Linked DNA regions of Gossypium hirsutum: region 2 is linked to region 1. The links are chromatin contacts, called in public Hi-C maps. All regions are on one chromosome and are shown on one strand. Each heading gives the region's core, a stretch centred on a gene start, on an enhancer-like site or on the middle of the called end of the contact. The rest is flanking DNA. Distances are from core to core; before and after follow the strand shown. Region 1 has its middle 34 kb from the start of LOC121211836. Region 2 has its middle 4.6 kb from the start of LOC107952781.

Region 1 (4,571 bases), core at 1,249-3,748:
CCCAATTTTAAAGTGATTTTATAACCCGGTATTTTACTAAATTTAACTAATTTGTTTAACAACAATGACAGTAAAGGATTTATCATTTTTTTATTATTGATTTTTTATGGATGTAATTTCATTTATATGATTTTTATGAATTTTAAATTAATTTTTTGTATCTTTACTTTTATTGAATCGAACTGAAAATTATAATTGATTCGACTTCCGAAATAATTTTTTATTCCATGGTCAACTGTTCCTAGAATTTCCATTTTAAATATTTTACCACCTATTTGCTCAATGTTTTTTCTCCTTGCCCACGTATTTTAATCACTCAATCAACACCACTTAACTTCAAAAAATATCCCACTTGGACAGCATAAAAAAATCTAATAATAATAAAAGTCTAGCAGCCTTGCCTTTATAATAAAAAATAAAACATATTTTAGTCTTAATTTGACTATTAAGACTGAATAAGTTAGACAAATAGTTATTTTCATTTGGCCACAAAAGTTAAAATAAAAAAAATAGTCATTTGCAGTTTGGTGACAATTGTTAAACATATTGTGACATGAGAAACTTGGAAAATGAGACTATGAAATAGGTTAAACAAAGGGATTGTTTCGTTTAGCCGCCAAACCAAATAATGTAATAAAGAAAAGTTAAATTATTGTTAATTTTGAATATATATACATAAATTTTATAGGAAAAAATATTAAAATTTAAATAATATTAAAAATTATTTTACACAAAATGATATGATCATGTATGTTAATTAAAATATATTTTATTTTTATTAATATTTTAATAAGAAAATATAAATATATATTAAACAAAATAATTTAATGTGAGAAACAATTATTATCATAATTTTATTTACAATAAAAGATAGGAAAGTATAGAGAAAGACATAATATTCTTTAATTCTCATATAAAATTTCCAAAAGCACTAAGATTTAAATAGTATTAAATGCTTAATTGTACTAATAACATGTATAAGTTACAAAATAAATAAATTTATATAAAGTTTAGGCCACAAATTACTAAATATTTAAATTCTTTATTTTACGTAAAAGTTTTAAAAATAATTATTTTTTTCTTTTATAAGTTATGTCATTTTCGGGTTTCATGAACTATTTTCAACTTTCACGGTTAAGCTTTCAAAATCGATAATATCATTTAAATAGATATATAAAAAAAATTATATTTAAAATATGTATTATAAGATTTTTTTAAAAATATGTTATTATATCTTATTGTTGCATACAATTATAATATTTTTGTGATTTGTGTTTAAATTTTAGTTTTAAATTTTAATTATAATTTAATGTATTATGTTTAAAGTTGTTTATTATTTAAAACTTTATTATTATTTGAAAAGAAAACCATATTTAAATTTAATTAAAAACAAAACTAATCACTTTAATAAATTCACAAAAAAGTCAGTTTCTAAAACCCACCACTAATAAATAAATAGACCTAAAAATAACCATTTACCTAAAACAAACTACTTCGTAATTGTTTTAAGTTTTATGTTATTTTATTTTTAAAATATACTTATATTTATCAAAGATTATTAGATAAAAAAAATGCATTTTCACACACGTGTGATGAATTGTAATATAATATAAATAAAATAAATGTACACAATAATTTTTAAATTATATATAATAGTCAAATCATTTATATTATAATAATATCAATTATTTAATTTTTAAAATAGTTAAAGCCAATTCTATAAGTTACTTGGATTTGATTAATTTCTAAAATTTGGTAACCAAATTCATCCACTGCACACCCAATTGAGAAACTTGAAAATCTCAAACTGCTAGTTTAATCAAAAGTGTCTAAGAAAATAGGAAAGTAGGCGAACCAACGGGTAGGTGGTTGTTATTTATAATTGTTGGGTTTATTGGTAAAATATTTTACACTTTTAAAAAAAATAAAAATAAAAATTTAAAAATAATATTATTAAAAGATGCAATCACAAATCTTAAATATAACCTATAAAATGAACATAGAAAGTAAAAAAAAATTCTCACCAAAAAAAAAGTACAAAAAGAATGAATAGGTTGCCGTTAATTAAGATCTACCTTGCTAGTTCATTTATATACAAGTTTAAAACCATGTTTTTTCAATTTTTCTTTATTAAAATAAAACAAAATAATTCAAAAAAAAACACCAAAATACTACCGCCTTAGAAAATGTTTCAAAATAGAATATTTTAAATGAGGAAAGAGAAATTGATTCCCTTCTGATTGATTTTTCTCCATTTTTCAAAAACTTCATCAATCCCCATAGAATTATTATTGTAAAAAACTAAAAATAAAAATGTAACTGATGTCGATCACAATCAATTGGTCAAGTCAGGGACTCAGATAACATTCCAAGGTCAAATTGGTTGTCTGACAATCAAGAAATTCTGCCTGATTGGTTTCAAATCGGTGTCAAATAGTTAGGGAAATCGAACTAACAATGCCCGATTTTTAGCATGGGTCAATGTTCCATCATGTCGTGAACACACGGAATCCAAGGGACAAAAATTGTCTGGCTCGAACTGATTTCCAGGGTCGTCCTGTCCACTGATTCCGTAGTCAATGTGGTCGTTGATAAGAAGAGAGTAAAAAGTTATATTGTTAGTATTACAAATAAATTTAGATATATAAATTAGAAAAAAAATTCTAAAAAATATGTTTGAAAATTTATTATAAATATTTATATATATGTAGATTAGAAAGGAATTTTTTTCAAAAAATAAATTAGTTTAGAAATTATTATAAGTTATATATATATGTGGTAGAAATGATTTTTTTTATGTTTGTAAAAAAATATTAGTTTTGAAATTCTTATAAATAGTTTTATATATAGGTAAGAAAGGTATTGTTGAAACTGTTAGTTATATATATAGTAATTATTAGATAAAAATAATTGATTAAATTTATTTATACAATAACATAATAAATTTTTGTTTACCTATTAACATATTTTTATTATAAGCATATTAAAAGTATTAAATTTATTTCTTAAATTAAATCTGTTAATATGTTTTATTGTTGCATATTCTAAAAATGATAACGTCATCATTATGCTCTCAAATAATTGTGAACCATACATCTTTACATATTTTTCAAATAATAAAATATTTTATTTTTATTTATTTATAATATGCAGATGTTATTGTGAATAATAAATTTTAAATTTTACAATTATGTTATTTAATATCATCAAAATTGGGGTGTCATAGATGATCGTATCAAGAATTATTTACAAGGAGTTGGATTCGATATTATGGAACGGATAAAAGAAATTAAGTTGAATCGAGAGTTAATATTTGCGCGGGTTGAATAATGGAGACCTGAAACACATACGTTTCACTTACCATGAGAGGAGTGTATGATTGCACTAGAAGATGTTGCAGTACAACTTGGACTTCACGTAGATGGGTTTCCAATGGTTGATTCAAGTTCAATTGATATATTGCAGGTCTACCAATAGTTGTTTGGTAGGATTCAAGAAACATGTGATCTAAATGGTTTTAAACTAAAGATGATATGGTTGTTTGCTAATTTCAAAGATAACCCTAATAGTGTGATTGGGTAAGAGATTGTGTTTGTTGTTCAAGCATACGTTCTACATCTAATTGGTGGACTGTTGATGCTCAAAAGATATGGCATTAGAGTACGAGATTTTGAAATGGCCGAGTGGTACAGTTGGAGATCGCAATTCTAGCATTTTTGTATTAGAAATGTGTAGAGCAACGAATCACAATACATAAGATATTGTTGGCTACCTTATTTTGTTTCAATCATGGGTTTGGTTCAAATTGTCATTTGTAGCCCTAGTTGGTTAGATAATTGTTGAGTTTCCTTTGGTATATAGGTAAGAAAATCTAACCTATCATATATAAGGTTCAATATATTATTTATGTACCATTGATTGTGTTATATTCATTTGAACAAATGGACTAGTCCGATTACAAGTTCAGTTTAGGGGACAAGTTTTTTTTGTATTTAGGCAACAAATAAGGTGTCATGCTGGAAATGAGGTAATTGTCATAATAATTTCATTGCTTCAAATTAGAAAAATCCATGTGAAATCTAACTTTTTGTATATTATATTATTTTTATTTTTGCTGGATGCCTTACAATGAATCCATAGTGTCCCAATTAATCCCAGAATATCTTTATTTTTACTTGAGTATCTAGTGCATTAATTCGATAATTATAAATTTTGCAATTTTCTAGTGGCATCATGTGGATAGGGTGTTGCAGTTGTTTAGATTCATACAAAATCTACCAGTTGACCTTGGTAGGACTCATGATGTTGACTTGTGTAGTAAACAAGAAAAATATTGGCCAGTCGAGCATTATCAATGCCTTCAAATTTGGGATAAAAGACTAGGGTGTTACGAATAAGGATTTAAACGGCTGTACTTTTTTTTATGTTCGAAGAATATAATTAGTGGTTTATGTAGAATAGGATGCCATATCTGTATGCATGAATAGAAATGGTGGTTTTTAGTTCTTGGCTAAGGCATGGCACTGTTAGGCATGCACCACATCGTTCAACAACTAACACAATTGACCTTG
Region 2 (4,571 bases), core at 1,064-3,563, 240 kb after region 1:
AGAGATTTATCGAAATTCACTCGTCGTCCCGAAACCATGTCATACTCCTGAATAATATTTCAAACCACACTAGCTCCCTCACTTGAGGCATCCCAAAAAAAATTGCAGTTATCCACAAAAAACAAGTGGTTAATCGAATGTCTTTCCCTTCCAATAGGAGCACCCTTCATCAGCCCTTTATGTTTGCCTTCATTAAGCAGTGTAGAAGAACCCTTAGCACAAATTAAAAAGAGATAAGGGCTGAGTGGATCGCCCTATCTTAAACCTCGCGAAGGTGAGAACCAATCACTATTAGACCTATTAAGACTCACGGAATAGGAGACAGAACAAACATATCTCATAATAAAGATAACTTTATCAGTATGAAAACCCAAACGAGTCATCATTCCAGCCAAAAATTCTACTCAACATGATCGTATGTTTTACTCATATCGAATTTAAGCGCAAAATTCCCTTTTTTACCTTTCTTATTCATTTTAAAGGAGTGAAAAACCTCATAAGCAATTAACACATTATCCGAAATATGTCTTCTTGGGATGAAAGCCCCTTGAGCTTTATTTATACAACTTCCCAAAATTGCACTCATACGATCCATTAAGACTTTCGCAATAATTTTGTAAACTACGTTACAAAGACTTATAGGTCGAAATTGTGAGAAATTTTTTGGTTTCTAAACTTTAGGAATCAAAAGAATGCGGGTTTTATTAATCTCTCCTATTTCAGATTCACCATTCAGAATAGATAAACAGTAATTAGAAATATCAGACCTAATAATATGCCAGAACCTTTGGAAAAAAATTACGGGAAAACTGTCGATGCCGGGAGCCTTCAAAGGTGCCATTGACTTGACAGCATAGCCAATATCCTCCTCAGTGAACTGTTTAAGCAATTTATCATTCATACTCATAGTAATCTTTTTCTCCACTAACCCAAACAAATGTTCATCAGCACCTATTTTAGAGGCCGAAAATAAATTACCAAAATAATCCGAAGCGAGCTATAACATCTTATCGGTTGTAGAGAACCATTTGCCATTCTCCCCTTCTAACCCAGTAATTTGACCACGGTTGTTGTTGAACAGCCACTTTATGAAAAACTGGTATTCCGATCCCCATTTTTCAACGATTGACGCAGGCTTTTTATCCCCCAAAATTTTTTTCTTGACCAGCCTCCAAATTAAGACCTAGTTGAACATCCGTGATTTCGACTAAGATCTCATCAATTGGATCTTGATTGTAAAGATAATATAATCTTTCTAAATCTACACGAATTTTTTTTTCTCTTCATTTCTGGATCAACACCATTGCTGAAGCTGCTGGCCCATTTTATCAAGCTTATCTGGGATGCTTCCTAAAAAAATAGCCCAATTCCTTTTTACCTTCTCCTCAAAAGAACTTTCTAAACACCATTTCGCCTCAAAACGAAAAAGTCTGGCTCCATTACACTGATCATTCATTCGCATTCCAGTGGTATCCAAGAGAATAGGACAATGATTCGAGAAACAATGGCTCAAATGCTCCACCTAGTAGCTTGGAAAAAGATTCATCCAATCCAAAGATGCAACTCCCCGATCAAATCTTTCCCTTATATTTGTTGACAAAAACCTTCCTCACTCCCACGTAAACCGCCTACCAATATAACTTAAATCATTGAGCTTGCAATTATCCAATGTGGTTTGAAACTCATTCATCTACCGTTTTGATCTAAGACGACCACCTTTTTTTCAAAAGAATTTGTGGTCTCATTGAAATCCCCCATCACAACCCATGGGATCATTTGGTCATGTCCCAACTGTCTAAGTAATTCCCACGACCCGCCTCTATTCCTTTCATCCGGATTCCCATAAAACAACATTAGCCGCCAAACGTCACCACATTCATTGTCATGGACCTCAACATTAATATGAAAATAAGAGAAACTCTTAAGCCAAATCAACGAATTCCCTTTCCAACTAAAAAATAGACCACCTTTTGAACCTATCGGCCCGATATCAATCCCATGTTCAAAACCGCATTTCAATCTAATCATTTCCATCGTTTTAGAACAAAATTTTGTTTCCATAAGAAACAAAATCTGGGGATTAATGGCTCTAAATTTGTTCCTAAACCTATTAATAGTTCGTGATCTCCCCAAACCACGAACGTTCCAACTTAAGATTTTTATTGCATTTGGCTACTCTGTTCAACAGAGCTAGCCGTTAAATCAAAAAAGCCTCCCTCAAAATTGTTTCCCATGAGAGTTGTTGAACCCTCCACTATCCTTTGACATTTCTTTCCTTCCAAAGAAATTAATGAATCATTTTCCTCAACCAACATCAGATCTGTGGGCCCATTTTCAAACCCATTTCCATTCGAACCGCCACTGCCCAGATTATGCCAACTGTCATGCCCTTTATTTTGAATCTGTTGACTAGATTCCAAGGGAATTAAATTGGGATTTAAAGATTTTGTTCCCAATTCCCTCTTAAGTTTCGCCCAGCATCACTCATCCATCTTAAATTACTGCTCTGATTGATTCTTTCTATATCCACACTACTACACAGTAATCCGTTAACTTCACAGACCCACCTACTCACAGTGGTATTCCACTAGCACGCCACCACACACAAAGATATATTCCAGCCAAAAATAATTTTAGATAGGTCAATTTGAAGACGAAAAGGACAGTAACTCTCACCATGCCCTAGTTTATCACAAATGAAACAAAATAGACTCCATTTCTCATATTGAAAGTTAACATAAACAGTCATTTCTTTACGATCTGGATCTTTTTCTTTCTTTTCAACAGAATAGATACATCCAGTCGAATATGAATACGCATAAAATTTTTGGACCCAAAATAGCACCAAATTGCTTAGCCATCATTTCCGTCATCAAACCTAGAGGCAAATCGTGTAATTGGACCCAAAATTCAATAAAATTTAACGATATAACTGACGGATCTTCTCTACTTTGGACTTTTTGTAGAATAAGCAAATGGCTATTGAAAAACCATGGTGTACCAAGAAGCACCCTTTGGACGTCAACATCATGAAAAAATTGAAAAAGAAACCATGTCCCCTAGATCCGAGATACAAATCCCTCCAATAGGATGCCAAAGATCAACCATGGTATTACATAGAGAAGGAAAATAGACAACACTATTAGTTAGACATCACCCAACCAAACAAAACTGATAGTTCTGATCCACCACCACAACTTCCTCATGAAACGTCTCCTCCTCCTCATCCATTAAACTCAAATTGGCTAACCCCTCATCCATAACTTAAAAAAAAAAAAAGCCGACTCAACTATCACACCAAAACAAAGGAAAAAATTAAAATATAATCAAGAAAAGCGGCTAGAAAGAGAAGAAAATTAAGAAAAAAAAATTCGTGTCTAAAAACAGACAGAGAATACATGTCAAAATATAGACTAATAACATTATTTTTTACATTCACATAAAAAGAATTATTTAAGCATTGAACAATATTTTTTATCATATGATCGTTAGTTTGTTAGTTTTAAATTCAACATTTTATTAATTACGTTATAGATTATATATTACTCCATAATATTTACTAGTATTGATTTAGAAAATCAGGCTCCTAAAGAACTATTTTCTAGAATTTACCATTTAAAAATGGAAGACAAAGAATTTATTTTTTAATTATCATTGACCAAATACTTCTGTAAAAAACAAAAACAAAAATCGAAAAATGTTTCCGGTTCCACACAATTCTTGTCTATTATGATTTTAACGCAGAATAGTAAACCTTAACAAGTATGCATCGCAATTTCTTTTCCTCTATCAATCATGTAAATATAAATGCAATATAAATTACTTCAGAATCTTAAACACAAACGAATCTAAAGCATGCACCATTCATATTTAAATGTGTTATTATTTTTATGGTTTAATAAAACATATCTTGTTCAAGTTAAAACCGGTCACATGAACATAAAATCAAAGTGATATCCACAGAAATGAAACTTGAAACCCTAATGTCATTCATTTCTACTTTGTTTGCCTTATATCAAACTTATCTTTTTCACAAAACTTGTTCCTCGAATCCAGCTCTCGGGCCAGATGCGTTTTGCTCAGGTAGAATCTTTTTGTATTCAGCAAGCAGTTTCGGAATATCATTCATCCGTAGCTGAAAATACAAGAATATAGAAATCAGAAGAAATGAGGATAGGTGATGTAGTTAATAAACGCAGGATAGAGGACGATGAAACACCACATATGAGAGAAGTTTAAAGTAATTCCCAATAACAAACAAGTTATTACACTAGTAAGCGACTGAACATATCATTACGACCCATGTCAAGGCCAGGCTAATGTTTAGACTATAAAATGTAATATAATGCTTTTGATCAATCAACCATTGACATACTTTAAACCATGCATCTGATAATTTCAAAAATTTCAAGATTAATCATTGCATGTAATATGATAAACTCTATGCAGGCAAATAATGTTTTTATTTTACTAGCTAAGAATCGTTAACAAACACAATTTTCTTTTCCCTTATTGTGGGCAGTCATAAACAAGAACTAATATACTGGATGTGCATCTATGTAAATCATACC

The links. Hi-C and Micro-C count contacts between places; a contact is called where the count stands out from the background.
Region 2: a Hi-C map of leaf shows a contact between it and region 1, with 1.9 times the contacts expected there. The contact joins two enhancer-like sites. A contact is called at or near these places in 2 of 34 Hi-C or Micro-C datasets (hypocotyl and leaf).

Annotation. Positions count from the first base shown.
Region 1 is chrA12:67,049,118-67,053,688 of Gossypium_hirsutum_v2.1, forward strand. No RefSeq gene overlaps it. Among protein-coding and RNA genes, the nearest start is that of LOC121211836, 34 kb to the right of the region's middle. Within about 2 kb of position 2,499, at least 1 of the 9 cell types and tissues checked has an H3K27ac peak or open chromatin away from gene starts, as enhancers often do. A contact at or near this core is called in leaf, where this site is marked.
Region 2 is chrA12:67,289,303-67,293,873 of Gossypium_hirsutum_v2.1, forward strand. It overlaps the pseudogene LOC107955770. Among protein-coding and RNA genes, the nearest start is that of LOC107952781, 4.6 kb to the left of the region's middle. Within about 2 kb of position 2,314, at least 1 of the 9 cell types and tissues checked has an H3K27ac peak or open chromatin away from gene starts, as enhancers often do. A contact at or near this core is called in leaf, where this site is marked.